2 separate regions of the Mus musculus genome follow, and region 1 is linked to region 2. Evidence: chromatin contacts called from public HiChIP or PLAC-seq data. All regions are on one chromosome and are shown on one strand. The core of a region is the stretch at or near the end of the contact, and the rest is flanking DNA. Distances in the headings are between cores, read along the strand shown. Region 1 has its middle 7.0 kb from the start of Ttc27. Region 2 overlaps Birc6 (baculoviral IAP repeat-containing 6).

Region 1 (4,341 bases), core at 726-3,225, 80 kb before region 2:
GAGGTATTCTTCACTATCATCTATGATTAAGTTCTCTCTGGCCTTTGCTAATAGAATAAGGGGAAATTATATAGCAAAATAATTAATTTTTTTTGCCTTTCTGTAGTATTGAGGGTTGAACTCAAGGCCTTCCACATGCTAGGCAAGGGCTCTACCACTGAGCTACACCCCCAGGCCTAAAAATGATAATCTACAAATACTAATAGGGGCCAGAGTGTGGCTTAGTGACAGATGGCATGTTCAGCCTAAGTAAAGCTCTGGGTCTAATCCACAGCGTCACCCCTCAGAAAGGATTTAATAAAAAAATAAAATAAAATTGAAAGCCCTTGTGGTGTGGCAGAGATGGGGATCTACTGTCTGTAGAGTTTAACTCTTCTCACATCATCAGGCGAGACCATTCTTACATCTGTACTGGGACTGGCCACACCTCCTGTGTGTTCCCAGTGTCCCTTTCCTAGGTAAAACGAAGACTCCTAATGCCAACCCCAAGCCAAACGAGCTGTTATGGAGGACCATTCCAAGACGCTGACAGCTCAACAGCCATATCCCCTTATGAAGATTACAAACCCTGTAACCATTTCTGGTGAAAAGACTCTAAGGAAAATGTCCCTACGATACAAGCTAAAATACCCGAGTGGTCATCAAAAAAAGTATTTATTCATATTGGCTGACACAGTGCATAGGATAGACTAGCCCTGGGGACATTCAAAACGTTTAAGTTTCCTAACACAAGGATTTATGGGTAACAGACTAATGAGTAGCACATGGATCATAAATACCCTTCATTCTCCTTTGGGCCAGCAAGGAAGGGATCTGGGACATTGCTAACATTTTGTACTGTGTCTAAATTTATACCACATAGCAAATCGGCTGTGTAACGTAGACACAGCGAGTCGCCACATCTTGTTTTCTTGATTAAACCTAGATGTTGGCAATGTGTCTTCCTCCTGGTCTCTCACGATTCTTCTAAATATATCAGTTCTCTTCACATTCACTTGACGTCTGCGGTCCAGAATCCTCAGTCGTTCCACACAACAACTGTCCAGACAGATAAAGCCAACAAGTGACTGGCAACAAAACCAGATTAACTGAGCAATTCAAGATGTACTTGGAAAATCAGCTCTCATAGACAAAAACATATCTAAGGTAGAGTCAACCACATGTTTATAAAACCCTGCCCCTCTTACAGCTCCTAATGCATTTTTTGGTGATTTTAGTGTTAGGTAGCTGGAGAGATGGCTCAGCATCTAAAACAATGGCAGAGGACCTAAGCCCTGGTCCCTGCACCCATACCAGTTTGCTCATAACTGCCAGTAACTCCAGTTCCAGGATATCTGAGGCCCTCTCCAAGCCTCTGTGGGCTCCTTACACTTATCTGTCACACATGCACACACATACATACACATAATTTAAAATATAAAAAAATAAAAACTTGTCTTGTTGGTTGTGAACCTAAGCCTTTAATGGCTGAGCCATCTGTCTGGCACAAAGATAAAATCTAAAAACCAATAACAAGTACAATAAAATCTGTAACACAATAACAAGTAGCCCTCAGAATGGGTTTTAGAACTGTTCACTCTATGAGTAATGGCCAGAACTGAACATTTTTTTTTGAAGCACATTGTTTAAAATCCAGGACTGACTCTCTTGGCTACATGCACCCCTGAATGTAGCCAGCCAATCAACAACAGCTTCACCCAATGAAAGCCCTTTCTACAGATAATGCTTAAGTTAAATGCTTATGCCTCTAAATCTACCAATACTTGAACTCCAAACCTTATGTATGATTAACAGTATGTTGTGCAAGAGGGGATTGCAACAGACCTGTGTAATTTTCCTTTCCTTCAGTAAGCAATAAATTCAGTTCTCTTTTTTTAAGGTTCTAAATAGAGGTCTTGTCATACTTAGACAATATATCACAAAGTATTGGGCGGGGCAGTGCGATGACCTGATCTGCCATCCATCAGTGTTTTCTGCTCAGACGGTGGGAGGAGGGGTTTGGTATAACCAGGAATTCCCACCAAGAGACTTGAGGCCTCTGCAAGGCTGAGCAGAGTATTTCCAGGCTCTGTGCCTGTTCTCAGCCAAAAAGGGAATGTTTCCATTTCCACGGCTGTGACTAGCAAACTCCAACAGAAGAGGGAGTTGCTGTTTGAAAGTATACCAAAGGGCTTCAACACAAAAGGTAAGAGAAAAACCCAAGTAATAAAATCCAGCTGTGGTTGATCTTGCTCCAAGAATACAAGTCTTAGCTGTGTGTCAATTCTTCCCCTTGGAAGTATCACTTAAGGCTACCATCCTGAGGCCTTACTCTAAAGGTGAAGAAAAATACAACTTCCCAGAAAATAACTGAGCAAATGACAGAACTGGAAACCAACATGGCATGAAGAAACCAACGCATCACAGTTTCTGCCCTTGGGACCACTATTCCTCAAACCCCTCAGATTGTTAGCATCAGAATTACTGTATTACTGAGGAGTGGGAGGACTGACCCATGGAATAATCACATAGGAAGTTGAGGCAGGAGGATTGCTCCAAGCCCTGGAATTCAAGGTCACATGGGTAACATAACTGAGTAAGTCAGGGGAATGAAGTCATGAGTTCCCATGATCCCTGAGAAGCTATAGGCAATGACTGACTGCTGGGAGAGGTGACAGACAGCCACAGGTAAATTATCCATGCTTTTATAGTTAACCCCAATTTAACTCACTGGGCCATGAACGCTAAAAACAAGAAAGAAGCTGGTGGTGGTGGTGCCGCCCAACTTTAGTCCCTGCAGAAGCAGGCAGGTCTCTGAGGTCCAGGCCAGCCTGTACTACTCGAAGAAACCCTGTCTTGAAAACCAATCAATCAAAACAAACAAGAAGGAAAGGAAGAGAAGGAAGAGGAGGAGGCTAAGGAGGAGGAGAAGGAGGAGTTGGAAAGAGGGAAAAGGTCACTGAGAGTGGGAGGGGACCAGAGAGGGAGGGAAGATGACAGGAATGGACACATAGCTATGAAATGTCACAATAAAGCCACACACATATATATGTGTATGTGTGTGTGCACATATATGTGTGTGTGTATGTATGTATATATATGTGTGTATATACATATACATACATACATATATACATTCTACATATATATACATATATATACATTCTATATATATATATATACACACATTCTTTATATGTATATGTATACATATACATATAAAGAATAGGAATTGCCTAAGCAACCACTAAAACTACATGTCTATGCCCTCCTTGGTTTTAAGAAATCTGCATGTTAATGAGTTCCTCAAATGTTCTTCAACATTCTAGAGTTTGAGAGGCTCAGTAAGTGGCAGAGCCTAGTCCTTCTTCATCCACACAACCTGTTAGACATGGGCAGATCCACTCCAGGTTCCTGTTTGTGTCTCTTCTGACTGAGCATCTATGCAAAGTAATCCGTCAGCATCAATACAAGCTCATTAATATGGCTCATGCACAAGGGAACACGAAGATCAACAAAGGGAGGTGCTCTCTGTCCAACTTGTACCCAAAGCTAAGCAGGGTTTCAAATTTGCTCAATGAAAACCTCTACATTATTTTTTTTTAATTTCCTGACACTTGTCTACTTTCCCATTAAACAAAAAGCAAACTTTGTTTTCCCAAAGTCCGTTGAAACATGCTATAATCAACAGTTCAGATCACATAAAAGATACAAATTTCACGTAACTTTCCTATATAGGATTGAACTGCTAAGTGTTTGACCAGAGGGGACTTTGAAACTTGACTATGGGGGCTGGAGAGACGGCTCAGAAGTTTTAAGAGCACTAACTGATCTTGCAAAAGACTCACATAGGCTCAGAACCATGTGTACCTCAGTTCCAGAGGATCTGATGCCTCTTCTAACCCTGAGCACTGCATGCGCAAGATGCATAGACATACAGATGCATACATGCAGGCGAGACTATGCAACCTCAGCCAACTCTACTCAAAGAAGGATAATCAGGTATTTCAATGTCTGTTCATTTAAAGAAGTGCTTCACCCCAACTCCTCCTGAGACAGGGTTTTCAGCTTAGCCCTGACTGTCCTGAACTCATTATACAGACCAGGCTAGGCTCAAACTCCTAGGATTAAAGGCTACCACCATCTGGGTAAGTACATTTTTAAGTCAAAAGGTTTCTTCCGAGAAGTTACTATGGGCAAGACTGTAAGGCTCAGTACTCCTGTCCTGCCTCCTCCCTCCACCCTCGACCCTATCACTACCATGGACACTTAAAATTCATTAATGGAAGGGTTCCAACTATGTATAGTGTTTAATTAGGGGTAAGAGAGACAAAGCATGCTTTTTCCCCATCAGGCTGTTTT
Region 2 (4,163 bases), core at 540-3,039:
CAGGTAAACAAATAAGCAAGGTGCATTCCCAGACCTACAGACCTCTGGGAAGTCACCCAAACATGAGCTTCTGGTGCTAGGAGGGAAAACTCTTACTGAAAGGGAAAAAAAAATCCACAACAGAAGTAGAAAGACAGAACAGAGTCACAGGAACTAAACACTCTGTGTGGAAAAAAGATACATTAATGCAAACAGGCCGCAGAGAGAGGGCAGCATGTAAAAGTATCTGCTGTACAAATCTAAGTGTCGGAGCTCAAGGGCCCAGAAGTCACGTAACAAGCTGAAGGTGCAGGTGCACCTATAGCCCTGGGATCAGAGCAGGCACAGCAGAATTGCTGAGGCTTGCTGGCTTACTTACCTAGATTCAAGTGAAGTAACAAAATGACTCAAGGGAATAAGGAAGGCAGTGACAGCATAGGATACCTTAATCCTTTCTCTGCACACACAGGAAACACACACACACACACACACACACACACACACACGTGTGTGTGCGCGACTATGGATGGAAGGAGGGGAGGAGAATGGGAGAATAAAGAGAAGGAAAAGAGAGAGAAGCGAGCGAGGGAGGTGGGAAGTGGGAGGCGCGGGGGATGAGGAGGTTTTTTGTTTTGTTCTGTTTTGGTTTGGAGACAGGTTCTCACTATAGAGTATGTAGACCCAGACTGGCCTAAAACCCATGCCAGACAACCTGACTAAAACATTAGCCAGGTCTCAATACTGAGCTTTCAAATAAACAAAAACAAACAATTCATTATTTTAAAAATAATTTAAAGTAGGGGCTCACTATAGTTCCAACTGGCCAACAACACACTATGCAGACCAGGCTGGCCTCAAGTCATTACTCCACTTGCCTCTGTCTCTCAATGCTGAGATTAAAGGCGAATGCCATCACACCCAAGCCAAAGAACTTCTTTCACCAAAATAACACAATCCTAACAATAAAGATAATGTACATTTTAACCTAATTATGTTCATTTAACAATTTGCTATTTTAATTACAGTATGGATTTCCAGCAAAAAACAAAAAACCTTACCTTGATTTAATGAGATGACAGGTATCCGATTAGCATTATATAAAAAAATATCTGCTCCATTCTCTTTGTTCCCTGATGAACTAGAATTAAGGCTCAATGTGAGCCACAACTGAAGAAGTGACTCCAACTTAAAAAAATACAAATAAAGGAAAGAAAACTAAGACGAGGAAAATGTATGAAGGACCATTCAAACAAAAATATTTATGCTTATAACCTTATGAGTAAATAACTTGTTTCTCATTATCTCCTAGCTATTTTAACTAGGTCAGCAAGCAAACATATCTTAAAATTCTTGATAAATTATACTTTAACTGAATTAAAATATATAATTCCCTTTAAACCCCATGTTTTCCTCAATGAAAAATGGGAATTAACTCTTTTAAACCACAGGGTTATAAACAATATAAAGCAGAAAAAGTACCAATACTTAAACTCATGAAAATAAAAAATGGCTGGCAACTAAGGTGGGGGGAATCAGTAAATATTCCTAAGATTTTTCTCAACCAACTATAATAAAGATACCATCATGGTCAGGTCACATATGAACTTGCATTCAATTGCATCCAATAAAAACCATTATGTCAAACTATGTCAAAATACATTACTTTCCTTTAAAGTCCTACCTGAACATGATGGACTTGAAGCATGGAGAAGAGTTTATTGAAACAAACATTTAACATTGGGACAGATGAGAGCTGTATCATGAGCTGGCTGTTCTGGTTTGCTGGCTGTAAATTCCCCAGAAGTGAGTCATCTGTTCCAGTTGGAGATTGTGAAACTGAAAATCAAACAAAAGTACCACTTTATGAGCAAGGTTCGGAATACATGTGAATTAACAAACAGACAAGAATAGGTTATAACGTTTTGTTAAAATTAAATTGTATACAATGGTTCTATAATAGTAATTTAGGAATTATTAGAAACTAAAGACAAGAAAACGAAACTCGCAAATTTAGAACACTAATCTCTCTCACTTTTCCAAAGTTAGTGAAAGGAAAACCTTTACTAATTATAAAGAAAACCGTTCTAGAACGCTGCAATATATAAAGTGCATGCCTTTGTGTTTTACTGTGCTGTTAAATTTAGGGCGTAGCATTCTAGAAAAGTGCTCTGGCACCAACCCAGACATGCAACCTGCAGTTCATCCGTTCTTAACTTTGACTGCATCTTAGAACTGACCGCATAGCTTTTCAAGAATTAATAAAATGAAAATCTACTTATGGGAAATAGAAAATGTAAGAACACTGTGGAGAAATGTATGTTATATTCAGAGTATTATTAAACTAAAAAGGAACACACCTGGGTGAAGGACAGTGAGCAAGGGCAAAAGATTCACTGAAAACAGAAAGGATTCTTAAAAGGCTCCCAATCAATAATGAAATGGGATCTTGAAGGTATCCTACACTGTTTCATGTTCTGAGGGGATTGAGCTCAATAAATGTGGTTCCTACATTAAATGAGAGCTATTGCACAATGTTTTTTATGTACTAATAGGATCTGTCCCCTTCTATTCCTTCATCTTCTGTGAGCAAGAAAAAAAATGCATATTGTGAACTTTCTATTTACAAAAGGAAGACCATATGTTGTGGGTTCTCTTCTTCCAACTATCTACATGTCTTCCTTCATTCAGCCTAGGAAACAATGAAATGGCATGTATGCCTAAGGAGACAATGTCACTGTTAGCTCCTCCTACTCAACACCACTACTTAATGTTGTCTTTGATAAGCGGGGTAGACATCAACACCAGGAAGGCACAACTCTGGCAGATCACCTGTCTCTGTCCAGACCATTAGGAAAAAGATTGCCTTTCTTTTGCTGTAATTGGAATGTGATGCCTCTCAATTCTGGATTTGGTTAGGAGACCTTTGAATGACACTTCACTTATATTATCAGCCTAGTATTTCAAAATAAAGAAGCTAATACTTAAAAAGTCGTGTTGTGTCATGGATGTAGAATCAATATAATAAAATATATAGCATTCCCTAGAGTCTCCTTAACGTCACAGCAGCACATAAACAGGAATCCGCTTTAGGTCTCTGGACTGAAGTGGTCACTTCATGAGACAGTCATTTCATACCAGGACACCAAGTTACATGTTGTTAAGTCATACACTCAAAGCACCTTCAAATTTACCACAGAGAATTTTAAACTTGTCCTTGATGATATTCAGAAAAGCAATGACCCCTTGAAAGCATGTGAATTGTAATCAAACTTACAGGTAGGAGATGTATTTGTTAATGCTTGTAAGATGGAGTCTGCTTCCAGAGTAGACATCATTTTCAACATAAGTTCTGCTTGCTGTTCAAGACCAACTTCTAGACGAGCATCTAAAGCTACAAAAGGGAGGAGGAGATATCTGAAAAGTTAATACTCATGGGCTCCATACTATAGAAATGTGTAAACATCTGATCCCAGAAGAGGCTTCTACTTCACAAAAAGAAATGCTGGCGTGTGCTACCAAGGACTAAAACCAAGGAGAGCATCTGAGCAACAAAACAACTTGCTCTGATGGGAAATGAATGCACTGAGACTGGAATAAATCGGTGACATGATGAGAGTGGAAGGAAATACACGAAAGAAGGGAAGATGGCTTCCCCATCCCAGAGGGAAGATGGAAACAAAAAACAAACAAACAACAACAAACCACCATCAACAGAAGATTATCAGATAAGGAAATAAATGTTAGCTTATCATACTAGGTACAGATAAATGTGTAGACAGACACTCACATAATACCATTAAGACACTAATAATTATAATTCAAATCTTGATTTCTTTAAACAAAATTTAAAATATAGTAATTATAGAAGAGACTAACTTTCAAATACAAGCAAAAGTAGAAAAGGATGAAGTTGAGGCAACATCATACCATTTGCCCAAGAACTAGAAAATGCTCTAAGCCGGGCGTGGCAGTGCGCGCCTTTAGTCCCAGCACTTGGGAGGCAAGGACAGGTGAGGTGGATTTCTGAGTTCGAGGCCAGCCTGGTCTACAAAGTGAGTTCCAGGACAACCAGGGCTACAGAGAAACTCTGTCTCGAAAAACCACCAAAAAAAAAAAAAAAAAAAAAAAAAAAAGAAAGAAAAAGAAAAAGCTCTCTCTAAGAGGAACAATAACTTCTCATAAAG

The links. HiChIP or PLAC-seq counts read pairs in DNA pulled down with a chosen protein or histone mark.
Region 1: a contact with region 2 is called in a CTCF HiChIP or PLAC-seq map of the NIH/3T3 cell line, with 10 read pairs. The contact joins two enhancer-like sites. A contact is called at or near these places in 1 of 15 datasets of contacts at CTCF or cohesin (the NIH/3T3 cell line), 2 of 484 Hi-C or Micro-C datasets (the 63-12 cell line and LSK cells) and 3 of 9 other capture datasets (adipose tissue, liver and pancreatic islet).

Annotation. Positions count from the first base shown.
Region 1 is chr17:74,708,540-74,712,880 of GRCm38.p6, reverse strand. No RefSeq gene overlaps it. Among named protein-coding and RNA genes, the nearest start is that of Ttc27, 7.0 kb to the left of the region's middle. Within about 2 kb of position 1,975, at least 48 of the 459 cell types and tissues checked have an H3K27ac peak or open chromatin away from gene starts, as enhancers often do. A contact at or near this core is called in the NIH/3T3 cell line and adipose tissue, where this site is marked.
Region 2 is chr17:74,628,612-74,632,774 of GRCm38.p6, reverse strand. It overlaps Birc6 (baculoviral IAP repeat-containing 6), which reads right to left. Exons shown (of 73, transcript NM_007566.3): 39 at 3,254-3,370; 40 at 1,661-1,815; 41 at 1,038-1,164. Among named protein-coding and RNA genes, the nearest start is that of Ttc27, 87 kb to the left of the region's middle. Within about 2 kb of position 1,789, at least 36 of the 459 cell types and tissues checked have an H3K27ac peak or open chromatin away from gene starts, as enhancers often do. A contact at or near this core is called in the NIH/3T3 cell line and adipose tissue, where this site is marked.